Regions from separate parts of the Mus musculus genome. Here region 2 is linked to region 1. Evidence: chromatin contacts called from public promoter capture Hi-C data. All regions are on one chromosome and are shown on one strand. The core of a region is the stretch at or near the end of the contact, and the rest is flanking DNA. Distances in the headings are between cores, read along the strand shown. Region 1 has its middle 45 kb from the start of Fstl5. Region 2 has its middle 18 kb from the start of Gm24150.

Evidence for each region. Promoter capture Hi-C pulls out the DNA fragments that hold promoters and counts their contacts.
Region 2: a promoter capture Hi-C map of pre-B cells shows a contact between it and region 1. The contact joins two enhancer-like sites. A contact is called at or near these places in 5 of 39 promoter capture datasets (cranial neural crest, frontonasal cranial neural crest, maxillary cranial neural crest and 2 more).

The regions. Positions count from the first base shown.
Region 1 is chr3:76,028,219-76,031,884 of GRCm38.p6, reverse strand. No RefSeq gene overlaps it. Among named protein-coding and RNA genes, the nearest start is that of Fstl5, 45 kb to the left of the region's middle. Within about 2 kb of position 2,289, at least 4 of the 459 cell types and tissues checked have an H3K27ac peak or open chromatin away from gene starts, as enhancers often do. A contact at or near this core is called in pre-B cells, where this site is marked.
Region 2 is chr3:79,176,441-79,180,633 of GRCm38.p6, reverse strand. It overlaps a transcript of Rapgef2 not described here. Among named protein-coding and RNA genes, the nearest start is that of Gm24150, 18 kb to the left of the region's middle. Within about 2 kb of position 1,748, at least 137 of the 459 cell types and tissues checked have an H3K27ac peak or open chromatin away from gene starts, as enhancers often do. A contact at or near this core is called in pre-B cells, where this site is marked.

The sequences.
Region 1 (3,666 bases), core at 1,040-3,539:
AAACAAACAGCCATTGTTTATCAGAACCCAAGGAAATATAGCTATTAAATAGAATTTGAGATCCTAAAAGGCATTTTGATACAGGAAATTAGGTTATCATTGAAAAACAAGGAAATGCCAAAATGGTATGAATTTACTCAGTAGCATTGGTTAGGAAGTTGTAGCATAAGACTCGTTAATATAAGATTTTATCATATGTCAAGCGAACAGAAAAACAAAATAGTATAGGAACTGTACTGTCTCCTCCCCCTTCCTTTGTATATCAAAGCCAATTAAAACCAAAACAACCCCAAAAGGCAAAATCAAGCCTTAGATAATGCTTATCAGTAACAGAACACTTGCCTGGCATACATGAGACTCTGAATTCAGTTCTCAAGCACCTTTTTAAAAAGTAGACAATATTCCTGTGAAAGCTGAATGGCCCAGAGACCTAGGGTAGAGCTAAACACAACTGGTTAAAAGGAAAATAAAACCAATAACATGATTTCTTATGACATTCTGCTATACTCACAGATCGTTGTCTAGCCTAATAGTCATAGGAGAGGCTTCCTCCAGCAATTGGTGGGAAGAGATGCAAAGACCCACAGCCAAACATTATGTGGAGCTTGGGGATCACTGCAAAAGAGGGAGAGAAAGGATTATGGAAGGTAGATGTATCAAGGACACAAGGAGAGCAAAGCCTACAGAATTAACTAAGCAGGCTCATAGAGGCTCACAGAGTCTGAAGTGGCAGTCATGGAGCCTGAATGGTTCTGTGCTAGACCCTCTGTATGTATGCCACAGTTATTGGCTGGATGTTTGGGGGAAACTCCTGGTAGTGGGTGTTTCTGACTCTTTTGACTGCCTTTGTGACCCTTGTCCTCCTGTTGGGTTGTCTCATCCAGCCTTGATATGAGTGTTTGTGCCTAGGTGGGTTGAATCTTGACATGCAATGCTCTAGTTGATGTGGGGGTGGGATTGGAAGGAGTGGAGAGAGGGGAGGCTATGGTCAGGATATAATGGAGGAAAGAAGAATAAAAAAATACACTATTCATTAAAAGCAATTCTCTCACTTATGAAAGTTAAGTACTTTTCATCTGAGCAAAAATAATACTGATGATAAGGCTGAGAGCAAACATTTATTGAGACTTTTTTTTTTCTAGTTGGGCTTTAAGTGATTTAAATGCTTGAATACAGTTTAAATAGGCTAAGCTATAAAGCAATGTCCTTGTTTATGCAATACAATTGCAGTCAGCGCTGCCTTCTTTATTTTCCCCCACTGCTTCTACAAAGTACCATGACAGAAACAACCTCAGGAAGGAAGGGTTTGCTTTGGCTCATAGGTGATGGCCCATTGTAACTGGAAAAGCATGGGGGAAGTGGTGTGAGGTGACACTGCATTCACAGCGAATGATTTCCAGGACAGCGAGAGATAAAGAGAGAAACCCTGTCTTGAAAACCTAAAAATTAAAAAGTAAAATTAAAGAAGCAAAAGTGAAGAATAGAGTTGAGACTCACCCCCAGATCTAACATAAATGTCAAGTAGATGTCTGCCTGTATTTATTTCCAAAACAAAAGGCAGGCTCAGCAGAGCAAGCCAGCTCAGGAGCCCAGCCTGATCTGTGAGCAAGGCTCTACTTAAGACATTTTGCCTCAAGGAATAAGGTGAAGAGGAGTGGACGAAGACTCTTGAAGTTGGCCTCAGGTGTTTATGTGCACCTGACAACCCTGTGCTCCCGTAGTGCAACCTTGCACACACATGTATACCATACTACATACAGAGACACATTAAAAATAGGTAATAAACTCCAGTTAAGTAGAACCATTCTAGGGTGTGGTTGCTGATGTTTTAAACCACCAGTCTCTCCTATTTTGTTACAGAGGTTTTGAGAAACTGATTCAGATGTCTTTTGCACATAGGCCATGTATTGGCATTTTGTTGGTTTGGTTCTCTCTCTCTTTTTTTATTAGGTTTTAAAGTTAGCATACAAAGTAAAGTGTTTAATTGTGGCATAGCTGTGCTTAATTAAGCATTTCCACACTACCATTTCCTGACATCTGTCTTATTTCTCACTGGTCTTCTGCTTCCTTCCACAACCCCTTCCTCTTTTATATCACAAGCATTTATTACCCATTCCTTTCCTGTTGGGGGGGAAAAGCCTTTTTAATCTAATATCTACATTAACACAACACTGTAAACGGATGATACGAATAGGCACAAAATTTAATTATAGTTCATAACCAACTTAACTAACTTTGGTTCTCTAATTAAAAGAGGAAGTAAATGACTCCCCAAGGACCCTAAAAAAATGTTAACAGTAAAATGATAAAATAGCCTTATTTGTACAAATGCACAAAGTGCACATGTCCAAGCACACAATGGTTATTTGGTCATTACAGTGATTAGACTGGACCAAATTTAGGAAAGTAGCAAATGGAGGGGAAGGTATTGCTCACTATAGATATCAAGAAGGAGAGATCAAAAGAAGAATAAGTAACATGTAAATGTTAACTCACATTTCTCTTCTAATCTAAATATAAAATGAGAAGAGAATGAAACAAAGAAGGGACCAAACTTCTACTAGCTTGTGTCCTATAGAGACGAATTGTGTTCATATTTGTCGAAACAACTTTTGGGTTTGGTAAAAGGGACTTTGGTCCAGTTTGCTATATTCACATTGAGAGAAATAAAGCTTCATTAAAGGTAAGTAGCTGCTAGCATGAGGTATCAAAGGCAGGCAGGCAGGCTTCTGTGTGCGATCACAGGAGCCCAATCATTCAGATCACTTTCTGTTATAAGTTTTTAAGTGAATTGTAATGTATGTAAAATAACTAGCAGATATTTTATGAACAAGAATAGAAAAGGATGCAAGGACACTCTTAAGATAATCAGCCAGATGTCAGAGATGGGAAGAGTGTTACAAGTCTCATTGCTGTCGTGCCCACTTGATTGGTCAGAACTCTGAAGGAGGGCCACAAATAGAGTTCACCGTAGTTCAGACACGGACGAGTCCTTCTCTCACAGGAAGAAACAACATGAATTTGAAAATATCATTAAGTTTGACGTTTTATTCTGCTGTGCCGAGTAAAAGGATCCTTAGCAGACAGAGAAAGTAAATAACTTGAAAGCAGCGGAGATGAGTGAGAAAACAGCTTGAATGGCCAAAGAGCCTCATAAAAACTGCTCGGTATGGATAGGAATTAGCCAAATTTTAAGAAAATAAACAATAATTGAAAGAAAAGGCAGAGTTGTAATGTGAGTTTGATGTTTACAACTCCTGTTGTTTTGTGTCTCAGCTAAAAGTGGGATGCATGTGGAACAGACCCATAAAAAATAATTGGCACTTTGGTGTGGGGTTGTTCTTTTCAATTGAGGAAACTATAGGAAAAAATATTAGGGAGCTTGTTTCATGCAATGATTGTGTTGGTTCATTAAACACAATGCAGAGCCAAAACGTACAACTTCTGTGATCTCACATAGGAGTCTGCCTGCTTTTGATACCTCATGCTAGCAGCTACTTACCTTTAACAAAGCTTTATTTCTCTCAATGCTAATATTAGCACACTGGACCAAAGTCCTTTTTACCAAACCTGAAAGTCAGTTTGACCAATATGAACACAATCCATCTCTATAGGACATAGGCTAGCAGAAGAAAAATTATTTTGATTAGACTAATATTTGAACAC
Region 2 (4,193 bases), core at 499-2,998, 3.1 Mb before region 1:
TTCTTTGAAGTCATCGATACATACATTGATTTTGGTTCAGGAGCATCAGTTGGTTACTTACATTTTAGTTAATTAGATTTATTTATAAGGAGATTAACATTCAGTGTCTATCACTTTCTAGGAATGACGAGATGAGAAATAGGCTCTCTGATAGTTTGGCGTTTTAGATGATTTGGTAAATTTGGATCGCCTGTCAGTGTCTCAGCTTCTCTGCTGTGCTCTGATCTCCTGGTTGTCTTCCCTGACAGGAGTAAGTTTACATTCCGATGTAGAGAACTTGCATTCCGCCAAGCAGTTCTGACGCACACAAGAATGTGGAGGCCCATACACAGGGCAAGGTTAGGGACACTGGCAGAGGGGGCTTCTGTGCCCAGCTGCTGCCTTTTCCAGGACACTCACACTAATAAAACATGCTCTTGAATCAAATTGGGAGGAAACGTGCTGACAGAAACCTAGGCTCGACCAGCCTTACAAACTTCTGCTACCCATTAGTTACTTATGGGAGTTTACACAAACTAGGTAAGGTGCTTTTCGCAGATTTGTGCTTTCTGGTTATGAGCTCTACCTAGCGGGCTGTTATAGCGCATTTTGGATTATGTAATGTCATGCTATTTGCACCTATTAAGAACATTTTCCTTACTTTATTTTGATTTGAAGAACTGAGTTAATTTGTAATTCGTAATTTTTAAATTGTTCTGTGCAAAACCTTCAAGTGGGATGAAACTGTGGACTGTTGTACTGTGGTGTGTGCTGAGGTGTGTGCTATGTGTTGTGCTGTGTGGTGTGTGGTGTGTGCTGTGTTGTGTGTTGTGCTATGTGCTGTGCTGTATGCTATGGTGTGTGTTGTGTGCTATGTATTGTGTTGCTGTGTGTTGTGTTGCTGTGTGTTAAGAGCTGTGCTATGTACTGTGCTGTGTGGTGTGTGCTGTGTTGTGTGTTGTGCTGTGTGCTGTATGCTGTGGTGTGTGCTGTATGTTGTGAGCTGTGCTGTGTGCTGTGTTGCTGTGTGTTGTGTGCTGTGTGTTGTGTGCTGTATGTTGTGTGTTGTGTGCTGCTGGTCTTTCAACTGATGGCTGGCAACAGATCTTACATGCTGTTATTTTCATAAGGCTAAGTAAGAGAGCCAACAGTTGACAAATGTGGACCTGTGTAACTTAGCTTTCATTTTGCGGCTGGCTGTTTAATATTAAAGATTGTAAGAATGTACTGGAATTACGTTGAAGCTAAAGGGCTGAAATCAAAGTTGTGCAGTGTGTTTATAGAGAACAAGTTCTTTAAGAACACTCTTACCGCATTTGCTGCACCCTCACACCCCTCTTCAGTTTCATAGCTGCCTGTCAAAAGCCAGTGTCTAGGATGGAAAAGGACCAGGATTCTGAATGTTATAGCCAAGACTTACCTGGCATGTCGGCAAGTGTATGTGTATGTGCACGCACACACAAACATTGATTTTTGTTTTACACACAGGTATCCACAAAAACTGAAACTACTGTAAAGACTGGGATGACTTTTAAAGTGTTTTAATCCAAATGTAAACAAAACAGCACTCTATCTTTGAAAGTTCAAAGCGGCAACAGTTAACCTCTCTGTAGGTTGCACTCCCGGCAGGCACTGTCAGAGGGCACTTGGTCTGTATGGATCTGACATTCAAACCTCTGGGTATTTTCATCTGACCTAAGGCTCTTCCTGCACTGTGTGATTTTGCTGAATTTGAATTGCTCTGTGAATTACAAATGCTGAGCTGTCTTTTCCCTCTCGGCTAGCTGGCAAGTGTGCCTGGCCATTGAGTGCTGCCTCTCCCTGAAGGCCAGTCTGGGCTGTCATTGGGTTGCAGCTGTTTGAATACTCATCTTCCATGGACTGTAAACTACTGAAGAAATAATGGCTGTATTTTGTGAATTTGATTTTGTAAATTCCAATGTTAATTATAGGGCTTATGTTGATAATACTGATTTGTGTTACCTGTCCAGTGAACACATGAAGAGGAGTGGGCAGCAAAACACTTTTCATGTAAGAAATAATATGGAAGAGCCTTATTATAGTCCACGGACAAAAGGAAAAATGTGGTTATATTGAGTTAAAGCAAACAGGATATAACTGACTGCTGGGGACACGCACTGAGTGTCTGTTACATGTGTGCCTTCCCCATGTCTTCCCACGTACGTTCATAGCTACTGTCACTTCAGCCTTCTAGGACCAATGGGAAGAGGTTGGTGCAGTGTTTCTCAGTGGGGTGGTCCAGTCTCAAACAACTTAAGGCTTTGGTGTGGGTGAGGCTGGGGGGAGGCTCTAACCATGGCCAGGCGTGAAGTGGCAGGCAAGCACTCTGCCATCTACTTGTTTGCTTTGACTTCCTGCTTTCCCTTACTTCTTAGTTTTTGTAAAGAAACCTAAAGCCACTAAAAGAAACAGAAACTAACTGTGGGGCTCGCCCTTCTGTCTCCTCTCCAGCCTCAGCGGCCTCTCGGCCTCTCGCTTTCTTCCTCTGTGAAGTTGCCTATTCTAGCTAATTCCTCTAAGTGGAGTTTTTGTGACTGGCTTGTTGCCCTCCGGGTGATATTTTTAAGCTTCGTCCATTTGTATCATGTGTCAGTTCTTGAGTCCTTTTTATGTCTGAATAGTCCTCCATTGTGAGCTGTATATGGTGTCACGCAATTGTCCGCCCAGCGCTTGGGAGGCTCCATGCAGGCGAAGCATGGATTTGAAGCTAGCCTGGGTGGGCTATGGAGCCAGACTGTTATCACCAACATTCTGAAGTCTGTTTTATGTGTACATAATACTGTTTGTTTGGTTAATAGAGTTGTTTCCATATGTGGCCATTGTGAATTATATTGCACTGAGCTCTGCTGTACAAATAGTGGAGTCCTGGCGCTTCCCTAGCACCAGGGCTATGGACAGCACTGTACTCGCCTCATGGTCTTACAGGTGCTCTCAAGAGACCCTAGTTCAGATCCTTATGCTTCCAGCTGGGATGTAAGCAGCTGGCCCTTCTCCTCAGTTCAGTTTGATAAAGACAGATGCCTTGCTTAGATTTATTCCAAGGGAGCTGCCTCTCTCCTTCAGCGTATTTGAGAAATGCATGTGCTGAAGAATTGTTTTCCCAATTGACAACATGGTGATGTCTCCAGGATGTGAGTCTTGTGGCTGTAGTTTACCAGTTCACCTACAGCTACCACATCCCAGACTCTCCTGGGAACATATTATACAGTGTGACCTTTGCATGTTAATTCAACTCAAAGTCATGAAGTTCTAGAAGCTAAGCCCTAGCTGTATGGTAACAGGATGTGGGGACTTGGTACAGGAACTGTGCATACCAGCAGCGCTGTGGAGTTTGCTAGTGTTGAAAGTGGGGATTCACCTTTCCTGCTGAAGTTTGTGAACAGCCCCGTGGCAGCACGTTTTGATTTCCTTTATCAGGTATCGTAGGACCATTGTATCCATTACAAATACGTATGATTTCTTTACTGTGCCATTCCACATTTTCAAAAGAAGCAGTAGTGCTTATAAAATTGCCCAGGTCTGAGATGGAATGAAGTATGACAACTGAGTCTCCCAGCTGTGCTCTGGCATTCTTATTTATTTTAGGTGTTGGCAGTTGAACCTGGGAGGTGCTCTTGCTAATTGCACATACCACACTGAGCCACACAGCACCCCCTGCCTTCATTTTTAGATTTTGATGTTATGTTACTTAGTAACAAACCTGAAATATACAATATATATTTGTACCTAATCATGTAATAGGATTAAAATGATGATATTGGTAAGCCTGTTACATATTTTATTAATATGTCAAAATTATTTTTCAAGTTGTTGAATACCATGGTGTCCAGAGGTTGATGACTGTGTCTCTCTGTCAGTCCCAGAACTCTCACGTTATGGTTAGTCTCACCAGCCAGCTTGCTCCAGGGATCCTCTGACCTCCCTTTTACCTCCACAGCCATGCATGTTTGCAGTGGATTCTGGGATCTCAACTCCGGCCTTATTGCTTGTATGGCAAGGGCTTTAACTACTAAGTCATTTCTCTACCTTACCGGCAGAAGTCTTCTGCTTTATAAGGCACGCTACAGTATGTATGTTTGAATATGTCTGAATGTATGTGAGTGTTTTAGAAATTCTTTTTCAATGGTATTATCTATAAATCTGGGTTTGATCTTCATAAAACAAGTTTTGAACCCCGAAGAACATAATTGATG